Regions from separate parts of the Rattus norvegicus genome. Here region 2 is linked to region 1. A link is a contact called in public Hi-C data. All regions are on one chromosome and are shown on one strand. Each heading gives the region's core, a stretch centred on a gene start, on an enhancer-like site or on the middle of the called end of the contact. The rest is flanking DNA. Distances are from core to core; before and after follow the strand shown. Region 1 has its middle 15 kb from the start of Zpbp2. Region 2 holds the start of Lrrc3c (leucine rich repeat containing 3C).

Evidence for each region. Hi-C and Micro-C count contacts between places; a contact is called where the count stands out from the background.
Region 2: a contact with region 1 is called in a Hi-C map of kidney, with 2.8 times the contacts expected there. The contact joins the promoter of Lrrc3c here to the enhancer-like site in region 1. A contact is called at or near these places in 3 of 12 Hi-C or Micro-C datasets (hepatocytes, kidney and liver).

Annotation. Positions count from the first base shown.
Region 1 is chr10:84,067,081-84,073,929 of GRCr8, forward strand. No RefSeq gene overlaps it. Among named protein-coding and RNA genes, the nearest start is that of Zpbp2, 15 kb to the left of the region's middle. Within about 2 kb of position 2,526, at least 7 of the 93 cell types and tissues checked have an H3K27ac peak or open chromatin away from gene starts, as enhancers often do. A contact at or near this core is called in hepatocytes, kidney and liver, where this site is marked.
Region 2 is chr10:84,101,495-84,108,343 of GRCr8, forward strand. Lrrc3c (leucine rich repeat containing 3C) reads left to right here and starts at 3,572. Exons shown (of 2, transcript NM_001398593.1): 1 at 3,572-3,646; 2 at 4,099-4,903. The coding sequence starts at 4,136. The coding sequence ends at 4,903.

The DNA.
Region 1 (6,849 bases), core at 1,276-3,775:
CTAAAGCCTGACTGTAAGTTGAAGGGATTGTATCAAGTAATGTCTGGGTGAGGCAGCTGCTCTGGGATCCCAGCTCTGAGGAGGCACAGGTGGCAAGACTGCAGTGAGGCTGAGGCCAGCCTGGCTACAGAGTGAGTGAGACTCTGTCTGAAATGTAAAATGTAATATGATCTGTAATACCTCTCCAGCACTGATCGAAGCTTGCTAGCTTGTCTTGTTCCCCATTAAATAAGGAACGAATGAGAAGAAACATGCAGCACCCTTCCATCTGCTGTCCTGGGTTTGCGTATGCATGTACCTGGGTATATGTGAGAGGGTGTGTATGGTGTGGGTGTTCAGTGCCTTCTGACGCACATACATGTGCATGCTTATGGATACCAGAAGTCGGTCTTTCTTACATATTCTTCTGGCTACCTACCTTGCATTGTTTTGTTTAGTTGTGTTGTGTTGTATTCAAAACCACATCTCACTAGGACCTGAAGTTTGCCAACTCAGCTAGCCTGGCCGGTTAGTGAGACCCAGGGATCCTCCTGTCTCTGTTTCTCTGCACTGAGGTTAGGAGCACGTGCTACCACACCCAGCTATATATTTCTACGTGTTCGTCTACCTTGCTTTGTCTTAGTCTGTGTGGGAGGGCACACGTCAGTGTGGATGCTCCAGAGGCCACAGGAGGGCGTGCTTTGGCTCCTCTGGAGGTGGGCCCTCAGGCAGTCATGAGTCAGTCAACATGGGTCTGGGAAACAAACTCTGGTCCTCTGCAAGAGCAGCAAATGGTCCTAACCTCTGAGCCCTCTTCCCAGCCTCCATCACCCAGCTTTTCCACATGGGTTCTGGGTACCAGGCCTGGGTCCTCTCGCTAGGTTGGCAAACACTTTACTACACAGATGTCTCCTTAGCCATCTTCACTTTGTGTTTCGTGATGCCGTTAGTTGATCTTTTGAGACCTGGTCTCATATAACTCAAGCGATCCTCAGACTTGTAGCTAAGAACTTTGATTTCCTAAGCCTCTTTCCTCTACCTCCCAAGTCTGCAGTTACAGGTATGTGCCTCGATGCCAGGCCTGCAACCTGCCCACACACACACACACACACACACACACACACACACACATACACACACACACACTTTGATAGCTAAAGCCATTAAGTCTGCATCCAGAGGTCAATTTTTGACTCCCCTGCTCACTTAATATAAATTTATTTATTTTATGTACATAAGTACACTGTCACTGTCTTCAGACACACCAGAAGAGGGCATCGGATCTCTTTACAGATGGTTGTGAGCCACCATGTGGTTGCTGGGAATTGAACTCAGGACCTCTGGAGGAGCAGTCAGTGCTCTTAAGCACTGAGCCACCTCTCCAGCCCTGACTGTTTATTCTGAGCTTTGAAATGGTTTCTTGGTGGTTTACTGAGTCACATTCCTCCACCCAGAGAAGCCTAGTCCAAAATAACCTGTGTAAAAATAACACGGCAAAATATAAAGGGTGTGCAGAACAGTCAGTCACTAAGTGAAGCCAGTCCTCTCTCTCATTAGCATAAAAAGGTCCTGAGATGGCGCCACAGCTAATCTTTACATCGTTCAGTGGAAACAAACTGTAAAGCGTCCTCACAGTGAAGCAGAGAGAGTCCCAGCTCTCTTTCGTCCTGAGTCTGTAAGGAGTCAGGTGGCACATAACTGTCGTCTGCCAAGCATCGCTGTTACATAATGTTCTGACCTTTGCACTGGCATAAGGGTAGTTTCCAACACCAGCAGGTTACTAATGACAGAGGGACACTCGGGTCCCATTTGTTTGGTGTGATGTCCATCCGACCAGCTGTAGTGCTACTAGGCCTAAGCTTTAACAGTGGGAGTCTTGCCTGCCTGTCTTGTGGATGCTTTCGCTTGAAACTGCTAAGGATATTAGTGCATACCTTAGCTCCGATAATACACTTTAGTCAAATGTTCTGGCCATATGCCAAACACCATTGAAGTAAGAGAAAATCACGGATCATACAAATTTTATTAAATAACACAATTTCAATGATGACTCAGCAGTTAAGAGCCCTATCTCCTCTTTCAGAGGACCTGGATTTGATCCCAGCACTCATATGGTGTCTCACAACCATCCATAACCCTGGTTCCAGGGCATCCAGTGTCTTCTTCTGCCCTCTCTCACATCAGGCACAAAAGTGGCACACGGACAGACACAAAGGCAAAATACACAAGTCAATCCTTTTTGTTTGTTTGTTTAAAGAATACCATTGTTTGAACATTTATGCTCCACCACCCTGCTAGCAAGCTTATCAGACTACTTGGGAAGAGAAGACTAATAGTTTATGAACTTTCCAACCAATCATAAAGTCTCCTACAAGAGTCAATGTCTAGGCCCCAGTCACTGCTCTGTGAATTACTAGATAGACTTTAACATCACATTCCTGCTTGTCAGCTCTGTGTGAACTTCCTCAATGTCCAGAGCTGTGCCAGGGCTTGCTAGGTCACTGCTGACAGGGAGGGCAGAGGAGAGAAGGAGGGCAGGGAGGAGTAAGTGAGGTGATGGTGTTCAGGAAACCTCTGACCGACCAGCAACCAGGTACTTCTTTATTTATACAGGGTTCGCAGAGCAAAGACAGACTAATGATTATCCAAGGAGTACCGATTCTGTGGTTGATTTTCTTCATTACATATCCAGGGTTACAAGTTCAATGACAACAGAAAATACAGACAGAGCGGATGAACAGATCTTATTCTTTTTTTTTTTTTTTTTTGGTTCTTTTTTTCGGAGCTGGGGACCGAACCCAGGGCCTTGCGCTTCCTAGGCAAGCGCTCTACCACTGAGCTAAATCCCCAACCCCCAGATCTTATTCTTTTTTTTTTTTTTTTTTTTTTTTTTTTTGGTTCTTTTTTTCGGAGCTGGGGATCGAACCCCAGATCTTATTCTTATGACCAGCCCTATAAGTCCAGCATGAAGAATCGAAAGAATGTCTCCTCCAAAGCAAACATGTTTATTACTCGACAGTCTGCTTTTAGGCTGGCAACGTTGGTGGTTGAAAGCACTCCGGACAAACAAAATATCTGTACTGATCTTTTTATAAGCAGCAAATACTAATACCTAACTCCTTCTACCGTACATGCCATTGTCTACACTGTAAAGTAGCAAGTGTTTATTTTAGTCAATCGATCTTGTGTACTAAGTTCTCGACCCCCCGGGGGTGAACCCCGTACAACCCCCATCTTTAAACCACATTGTCAGAGAGCTCTAAGCATACTGCAAAGGGAGGCCTTGAATCTCTAACCTATTCCCCTGGCCAGTCAGAGTCTGTCAGTTGTCTCTATTTACCCTGCACCAGTTATACTGTTTGAGTTTGCTCAGGGGCAGATACCCTAGGAAGACCTCTGGAGTATAATGGCCTCATCTAGCTCTCTGCTTATCTGTGCTTAGTGATCTCCAGGACATAAGGGAGACTCCCAAATAGTGGCCAGATAGAGTTAATTTTAGGAAGAATTATTCCTAATTATTATTAGGAAGAATTATTATTAATTTCCGAAGAAGACTCAGACATAATTTTCTCAAGAAAAGACGTAAAATGAATCATTATGCAGAAAGTCCCCAAGAACGAAACATGCAGAGACCAAAACCCCAAAGTGAGAGACAGAAGGACAGTGGTGGCTGCCATCGGCTCCACTTCTCTGGAACTGTGTCAAGCAGCCGTGCTGGCTTCGTGACTCTCACCGTCCCCAGTGGATGTGGCTGTGCCATAGCTGTTCAAATGAACACCACTGTCCGTTTGCTACTAAGTGGCTTCTTGTAGGGATAATCTCTTACGTGGGAACGCATCACCTGTCAATAAAAAGCTGACAGGAGGGGTTAGGGATTTAGCACAGTGGTAGAGCGCTTGCCTAGCAAGCACAAGGCCCTGGGTTCGGTCCCCAGCTCCGAAAAAAAGAAAAAAAGAAAAAAAAAATGCTGACAGGACTGTTAGCAAAAGGCAGGAAGCAGAAGGTGGGACATCTGGCAGAGAGAGAGGAACTCTGGGAGATAGTCAGAGGCAGGAGATTCACCACCGGCACTGTGAGGAAGCTGGATGTATAAAAGTGAGAAGGAAGCAGGTGTGGAATAGTTTAAATGGGTTAAATAAGTTGCAGGCTTAGTGGGAACAGCCCTAACTTATGCCCAGGGAATTAATTAATAAATAATAGGCCTCTGAATCACTGATGAGGAACGGGGGCATGGATGGAAAGGCCCGAGGTCACAGCTTCTGTTGCCAGTTGTTGGCTTTTGTGTTTTCTTTTCCTTGTCTCCTTAGAGGCTTTTGGCTATTTCCAGTTTTAAAAACAAACACATTGTAAGTTCGTTTAAAACCTTCTTACAATTCTCCTCTATCACTATTCTCCCTCTGCAAGAATTACACCCAGAAACTCATGTGTTGCCCCTCTAACCCCTGGGTGAAAAGGATCCCCACCTGCTTCAGCCTCCAAAGTAGGTAGGACCACAGGTGAACACCACCATGCCTGCCAAGTCTTTAGGTTTGGTTTTATTTTCTGTGGTCCTTGGAGTTGAACTTAGGCTCTTACCATGCTTCCAAGTTTCCAAGAACTGAACTATATCCCTAATCCTTTATTAAAAAAAAACCTTGTTTCCGGGCTGGAGAGATGGCTCAGTGGTTAATAGCACTGACTGCTCTTCTGGAGGTCCTGAGTTCAAATCCCAGCATCCACATGGTGGCTCACAACCATCTGATGCCCTCTTCTGGTGTGTCTGAAGACAGCAACAGTGTACTCACATATATAAAATAAATAAAAACAAATCTTTTAAAAAAAAACAACCTTGTTTCCTCCCCCAGGAGTTGCCCATCTTCGGGCCATATGCTTTTGTTGAGACAGGGCCTTACTGATTTACCTGGGTTAGCCTTGATCTTGTTCCGATGGCCAGGCAGACCCTGACCTTTGGATCCTCACAATGCTGCCCCCCATGCACCCGGGATTACAGAGACACCATGGCGTCTGACAAGCCAGTGCGTTTAACGTGTCTCTCAAGGCATAGCTCCCTTAAAGGATAGAAAGCAAGCACAGAAGACATCTGTAGTCTATGGCAGGAGGACCTGGGCTTTCTGGTACTAGTCCTGGCTCCGTCATTTTTTTTAAAGATTTATTTATATAAGTACACTGTAGCTGTCTTCAGACACACCAGAAGAGGGCATCCAATCTCATTACAGATGGTTGTGGGCCACCATGTGGTTACTGGGATTTGAACTCAGGACCTTTGGAAGAGCAGTCAGTGCTCTTAACCACTGAGCCATCTCGCCAGCCTGGCTCCGTCATTTTTGCATGTCTTTGACTAAGGCCATTTTCTTGTGCTGTTCATTAGCCTTGATACTTGCCTAGGACCGTCTGTCCCTTGTTGACTAAGAACATAGGTAGGGGAGCTGAAACAACACAAAAGAGCATCAAATACAAACCCAAACAGTACCATTCATTCTGAGAATCATGGCTCTGGAAAAGAGCATTCGTCATAAACATGTATCTTAAATAATTACCCGGGGTCTTAGAGCTGTTTCTGGGAACACAGCACAAAGGTCTTTGTGCCCACAGATCTCCAGAGAAACCAGGACTGTTACATACGCAGGATTGACATCTCCAAGGAGTGGATGTGCAACCTGCCCTTCTATCCAGGAAGCTGGGGACCAGGGGTGACTAACAGCCTGTAATCTGTGCTATCTGCTGGGTCAGGCCATAGCAAGGTCCTACAACCAGAACTGGAGGTGGCTAGTAATCTAAATGACCCCTGCAGCCAGGGACTCCCCAAGCTCCCACAGCCGGACCAGAGGTGGTTATTAAATGTCCTCTACACTGTTTGACCAAGACCATTTCGGATCCTTGCCTAGACTCTTAAGCAAATACAGGAAGCCTGTCTCTAGAAACCATCTTCTTTTTTATTATTATTATTAATCATTTTATTTGTTTACATTTCAAATGATATCCCCTTTCTCTGTTTCCCCTCCACAACCCCCCCATCGTATTCCTCCTCTTCCCCCTCCCCTTTGCCTCTCTGAGGTACTCCTCCACCACTCACCCACTCCCAACTCATGTCTAGCATTTCCCTATGCTGGGGTATGGAGCCTCCACAGGACCAGGGGCCTCCCCTCCCATTGATGCCTGACAAGGCCATCCTCTGCTACATGTGTAGCTGGAGCCATGGATCCCTCATGTGTACTCTTTGGTTGGTGGTTTAGTCCCTGGGAGCTCTGGGTGGTCCGGTTAGCTGATCTTGTTCTTCCTGTGGGGTTGCAGTCCCCTTCAGCTCCTTCAGTCCTTCCCCTAGCTCTTCCATGGGGTTCCCTGGGCTCAGTTTGATGGTTGGCTGTGAGCATCTGCATCTGTATTGGTCAGGTGCTGGCAGAGCCTCTCAGAGGACAGCCATACCGGGCTCCTGTCGGCAAGCACTTCTTGCCATCAGCAGTAGTGTCTGGGTTTGTTGTCTGCAAATGGGATGGTCCCTAGGTGGAGCAGTCTCTGAATGGCCTTTCCTTCGGTCTCTGCTCCATTTGCTGTCCCTCTCTTTCCTTATACAGTTTTGCCTTTCACGTTTGTGCTTCTGGAGTTACTAGAAGTGGAGGGATGGCATTTAGTACTACTAATCTGTGGGTGTCCCGCTGTCCTGGCTCTAGGCTTTCTCACTAATCTTCAGGCATTAGTTTCTCATATAACAGGTATCTTTGTACACTTGGGACCCGTCTCTGAGACGTCTCCTTCTGGTTTTGTTTTTGTCTACCACAGCTCCAGTGCCACACTGAAATATTTACAGGTTTTATAATCAGTCCTTAATCTAGTGGAACAAGTTTTTCTACCTTGATCTTTTTGAAGAATACC
Region 2 (6,849 bases), core at 2,322-4,821, 35 kb after region 1:
ACATGTCAATCAAGGCAAATGTCACATTAATGTATGGAGAAGACATATGTCAACATGTCTGTGGTTCCTAAACTGACAAGTCGTAACACAGGCTCACATTAGAAATTCCTGGGGATGCCTAGTGGTAGTGACAGACGCCTTTAATCTCAGCACTTGGAAGGCAGAGGCAGGCAGGATCTCTGTGAGTTCAAGTCCAGCCTGGTCTGCAAACTGAGTTCCAGCACTACACAGAGAAACCTTGTCTCAAATCCTACCCCTCCCCATCCCCACCAAAAAAGAAGAAGAAATCTCTGGGGAAAGCCAGAAATATTGCCTAGAGGCAATGCATGAAAATATTGGTGTAACTGTTCCAGATGAACCCTGGCACAAATGATTTTCAAAGCACTCCCAGAGGGTCCAACACGGAGACTGGTTTTGAACCATGGCTACAGACGCAGCACTCTAGGGCCGAGGACTGGTCAGTACACTCTTCACCTCACATACTTGAGCATCAGGCTGACAGGAAGTCCTCACCGAATGAGGAAGCCAAGTGTGGGGGAGGTGTGCAGAGACGGCTCCGTGCTTAGGACACCTGTTGCTGTTTGCAGAGGACCTGAGGTCGGTTCCCAGCACCCATGTCCAGTTTTCCACAACCACTTGTAACTCCAGCTCCGAGGGGGTCTGCTATTCTCTTCTGTACTCCGGTGGACATACTCTCCAGCACACACAACTACACAGGTGTGTGAATGCACACACACACCAATACACACACCCCACATATGCACACAGGTATGCAAACGCGCACACAACTTTCTTAAAAATAGTACACATAAATCTTGGTCTAAAATGGCCAGATGAGCACATCTTCTCCTCTGACCTCTATTAGCACACGCCGTAGTGTACACGGTCCTAAGCACGGTTTCGAGTACCCTCAGATCTCCCGTTTCTTGAGCCCTGGCTTGGCCTCCCTTTATCAACCACAAGCACAGCTCCAGGTGGCCTCTCCCGTGGGCAGATTGCCAGCTGCTCTTTTAACTGCTCCGTGCGTGGCACATGCCAGTCCCACTCTTGGCTTGGCAAATGTCCTTGTCCATCAAGAGAACTCTCCCAGCAACAGCCAGACTCAGCCCTTGGTCCTTGGATCATCTCCCTGCCAGGGTAAGAGAACAACAGGATGGGAGGCTGAAAAGTGTACTTCCAAGCATTCAGTGGCAGAGTGTGTAACCTTAACTGGAAAGCATCTCACACAGGACAAATGCAAACCAACCAACAAAAAAACCAAAACCGACCAAACAAACAGAACCAAGACCACCAGCAACAAATTGTGTGTGTGTGTGTGTGTGTGTGTGTGTGTGTGTGTGTGTGTACTTCATTCAGACACGAGGGCTCAGAGGTACACACAAAACACTCTCCAGACCTCAAATCCTTCCTTCCCACCACCCATAGGATATCAGGAGAGGGGATGTAGCAGAATGGTGGGGCCCATAAACAGTCGTTAGGATGAAGAGGCTTTGAAGAATAAGTCATTGCAGTCCCAGACTTGAAGAAGGATTGGAAATATGCTGGGGACCCAAGAACATCTTAGTTGGCCTCTCATTCAGTACCGAAAATTGGAACACACACACACACACACACACACACACACACACACACACACACACACACCCTGATCTTCAGATGCCCTTCCCAACAAAACAAGGATGAGTCAGAGGCCATAACATCTGGTACCCTACCATCTGGTCCTAACCCCATCATACTTCTCAAACTGCATTTTCAAAAGTAAGTCCCAGGGACAGTCTCATGACATAGTGTCCATGGTTCCAGGAGAGCCCATGTCAATGCTTGGAGAAACCTTGGGCTAGGTTTGCACTATTACTATCTTGAAATTCTTAAGTTCGTGAACAAAAGCCCTCATATTTCATTTTGCACCAGACTCTACAGTTATGTGTCTGATCAAACACAAACTCTTACAAAAACCCAGCAAGGTTTGGGAAGCTAAGGAAGAAGAAGTGTGAGTTCAAGGCCAGCCTGGACTACATAGCATATGGTCAGCCTGGGCTACATAACGAGACAAAATATCAAACTATAAATATAATGATAATAGGGTTGGGGATTTAGCTCAGCGGTAGAGCGCTTGACTAGCGAGCGCAAGGCCCTGGGTTCGGTCCCCAGCTCCGAAAAAAAGAAAAAAGAAAAAAAATAATGATAATAAAAACAATAATAATAATAATTAATAACAATAACCCAGTAAGGTTCTAAACCTTTCTAATGCTACAACCGTTTAATACAGTTCCTCATGTTACAGTGTCCCCCAACCATAAAATTAATTTCATTGCTACTTCATGGCTGTAATTTTGCTAGTGTTACATTATAATTAGTAATGTAAATATCTGTTTTCCAGCAGTCTTAGGTGACCCCTGTGAAAGTGTTGTTTGACACCCCCCTCAAGGTGTTGTGACCCATAACTGAGACCAACCAATGTACACAGCCATTCATATCTATGACTTAGGGTCACCCCTGCAAAACACAACAGGGGAATGGAGCAGGGAAACCTGTCTTGGTGTTGCAATTAAGTCAGACGGTTCTGGGAGATGTAAAGAAAATAGCGGTACAAGCTCTCTCACATCCATTCCGCATGGAGCCTCTCCACATTCTGTCTTTGTTCAGACACGAGGTCTCAGAAATACATCCAAACACTCTTCAGACCTCAAATCCTTCCTTCCTAGGCCCCTAGTTCAGAGTGAAAATTTGGCAGGAAAGCTCATAAAATCACCACACCAGGCTCCAAGCGCCTTCAAGAACCCGGCTCTAGTCCTAGAGTGACCGTCTACAACAGCAAACGGAAACGGAACCACAGCGCCGCCTGGTGGTCAAGAGGGTTAGCCCTGTGAAGATTCAGGGGCATTCTCTAGATGTTTCTGAGTAAAAGACAGGCACCAGAGAACAAAAACATAGCGGGAGGGGGCTTGGGTTGCAAGTTACTGAGGTGGAATCGCAGGATTCTGCACCCAGGGCAACCAAGCCGCCATCCTTTTGGCCAGTCAGGGTCTAGGCAAGAAAAGGAGGTTCTGGGAGGCGGCTTTCAGCAGCTGATAGGAGATAGCAACTGCTGGGTTATGGGGAAAAAGTCCGGGGCAGGGAACGGAATCCAGGCCTGTCTCCCTCACATCAGGGTCTGGGATCTGCTCTCTCTTGGCATTGTCTGGCCAGGCCATGGCTCAGGTATCTGACACCTGGGGCCTAGAGTCACATGCCAGGAAACTCTATACTCTTGGGCCCCAGGTCACAGCTTCCAGCTGCCTCAAACAAACAGGACTTCTGAAGGAGGAAGCGGGTCTCCAGAGCCCACTGGCAGGGGGACTACTTCTGGGAGAAAGGCGGAAGCACAGGAGAGGACTCAGCCACCAACCAGGGTGAGAGGCAGGAAGGAGAAGGCAGAGGAGGTGGAGAGGTGAACTGAGCCAAGAACACAGAGCTGGGGCAGGCTGGGGTAGATGCTTCCAGAAAAGGGAGTTGATGAGCACAGAGGGCGGGGCCAGAGGTACCGGCTACCTACGTGGGTAGTCTGACTGGACACCCTGGGATCTATCACTAATAAATCCCTCTTGTGACACTAGTGCCAACCAGAACCGCTGGTGTTCGCCTGGCTCCCTTGGCAGTCATACAGGTACGTAGAGGACGAAAATGTTTATTTCAGTAAGTGAAATGAATATGCAAGCAGAAGAAATAGCGTGGAAATCCCCCTCAGGCCCATTTTAGCAGGGCAAAGGGACAGAAGGACCATATAGATTAACCTAGAGTCAATAGAACCCAAGTCTAAGGAAGTCCCCTCCCCAGGGACCTGTTGGAGAGAAAGAGAGAGGGAGAGGGAGAGGGAGAGGGGGAGAGAGAGACAGAGAGAGAGACAGAGAGAGAGAGAGAGAGAAACAGAGACAGAGAGACAGCCAGAAAGAGACAGAGGGATGCGGTCGGACAGACCAACTGTCCTAGGGTTCAGAAAGCCTGGAAAGGTGTGGCTTGGGTCCAGAGAGGTCCCACCTAGGGACTCTAATCGGAGAGCGCTTCTTGGGACATAGAATTCTAACTTTGTCCTCTGTCATATGTTCGTCTATTACTCAGATTCTCCTCCAGTCCGGGATTATGTTTATCTGCGACCATGCTCCTACTAGCTCCTCGCCTCCTGCCCCTCCTGCTGGTGATAGGCACAGGGCGCTCTGTGTCCAGCCCCCAGACACTGCCCCAAGGCTGCTACATAGCAGAAGAAGCCGGAGAACAGACATTCCGCTGCAGCCGGGCTGGCCTGAGTGCCGTGCCCAGCGGTATCCCCAACGACACCCGAAAGCTTTACCTGGATGCCAACCAGCTGGCATCAGTGCCAGCTGGCGCCTTCCAGCACCTGCCGGCCCTGGAGGAATTAGACCTGTCTCATAACGTCCTTGTTCATCTCTCAGGGGCTGCTTTTCAGGGCCTGGAGGCCACTCTGCGCCACCTCGACCTCTCTGCCAACCAGCTAGCATCTGTGCCTGTGGCAGCCTTCGTGGGGCTGCAGATCCAAGTGAACCTGTCCGCCAACCCATGGCGCTGCGACTGTGCCCTACAGGAAGTGCTCAGGCACGTGAGGTTAGCCCCAGGCTCGGGGACAGGCATTGTGTGTGGTCCAGAAGCCCGACCAGATCTCGTGGGACACGAGTTCCTTCTGCTCACCGGGGAGGAAGAGTTGTGTGGGACCGGGCGAGGTGGGACCCGAAGGAGCACGGACGTGGCCCTGTTAGTCACCATGGGGGGCTGGCTGACACTGGTAGTGGCTTATCTGATCCACTATGTGTGGCAGAACCGGGATGAGACGCGGCACCCGGTCAAGCGGGCTCCTCCCGTGCAGCCTGTGCGCTCAGAGGATTCCTCTACGCTCAGCACAGTGCTCTGAAGACCGGAAGCACTCCAAGCTCTTGGCCCTGTGCCCCAGCCTTTCATCTGTCCCATGTCCTCTCTCTATACCAGCGGTTCTCAAACGGGGGATGGGGTGGGGGGTGCAATGACCCTTTCACAGGGGTCACCTATTAGATATCCTGCATATCAAATATTTACAATACAATTCATATCAGCTCCAAAATTATAATTATGAAGAAGCAACGAAACTAATTTTATGGTTGGGGGATCACAACAAGTGTTGAAGGGCTGCAGCGTTAGGAAGGTTGAGAATTGCTGTTCTATCTCTTCCTGCATCCCCAAACACCTTCTGTGGTGCTCGCGCTCGCTCTGGCGCTCTCTCTCTCTCTCTCTCTCTCTCTCTCTCTCTCTCTCTCTCTCTCCCTCCCTCTCCCTCCCTCCCTCCCTCCTTCCGTCCCTCCCTCCATCATTCTCTGGAACACTTTGGTGTCTGGATTTGAGGGTACCTCCTATACTGAGATTGTGCTAAACTCAGAGAATCCTAAGTTCCCGAATCCACGGGGCAGAGGTGGGGGCGGCAGAAGGGACAGTCATCTGGGTGTGCAGCAGCTCAGAGGGAGAAGCCAGTGGCTATAGGAGGCTGCAGGTGACCACAGAGGCCTCGCCATACAGATGTGTGTAATGACCCCAAAATAATGATGGCTTTGGGGGGTTAGGGAGATGCTTCATGATAAAGTGTCTGTCCTGCAAGCAGGAGGACCTGAGCTCAGATCTCTAGTCTCCACTTAAAGTCTGGGCGTACGTAGGGTGGGTGTCTGCAAACCCAGTGCTGGGGTAGAGGCAAACAGATCCTAGAGCTCATTGGCTGGTCAGACTAATCAGATCAATACTCTCCAGGTTTGGTGGGCCACTGGAGGCTGAAAGAATGGGGAGAGAGCTGATGAATAATGTGTACACGTGCGTGCATGCTCTCATGCTCTCTCTCTCTCTCTCTCTCTCTCTCACACACACACACACACACACACACACACACACACACACACACACACACACACACACAGAGCCACCCAGAATGAGGGCTTTGGGAAGAAGAGGCAGAAAAGAAAGGACGCTATGAGAAGATGTGGAACATGTGGGTGGCCACGGGACCAGCCTTGCCAGTGGGAGGGAGGGTGTGGAGAAGTCGAGGGATGGTGGAAGCAATATGAGGTGAGAACAGAAAGCAAGGGTGCGGCCATATTGAGAAGGGCCTCTGGGCTCTTCCTCTGCTCCCTCTACTTCTCCTCCATCTCGCTTCTCACCTCCCAAACTCTTCTCCCTGTGTCCCCTATCAAGGACTTCTATCAAGGTCCCCTACTTCCTTTCCTAAAATTTCCCCATCCTCCTGCCCTCTCCTTTGTACATTGGCAGTTTCCCTGAGCCCTTTCCCCTGGAGGAAAGATGACCCCATTTAGAGATTGAACTGGATATGGATGACAACAATTTGGGGGTTGAGCAGAAACCCCAGAGTATCATTGAACAAATGAGTAAAAAAAAGAAAAAAAAACCTTTCATGAGCTTGGTTGGTCTGTTTCTTTGTTCATTTTACTGAGCATATGTGGTGCGCAGAGAGGAGCAGGAAGAATGTGGAGTCCTGCCTTCACCTCCCATCTCTGTGGGTTGCTCCCACTGAGCTACATGCCCACCCATCTCTCTCCTGCTTTGGCCCCTGACACTGGAGTCCAGCAGTAGGAGAGAGTCTATGAAATAGTGCGGGTGGACTCGAAAGTGTGAGGAAGGCTGGAGAGAAGGTGGCCTGGCTTCCCCAATCTCCAGCCCTGCCGGGATTCAGGGAGGATAGAGTGGGTTTTAAGATGGGTCTGTGAAACCCGTAGGTAGCCTCGCTGATGTTATACCTATGGCCTGACCAGGAAGAGAACGGTAAGCCTCTCCAAGGGACCCAGTATATCAAAACTAACCTCCTCTCCCTGGACGTGCTGAGTT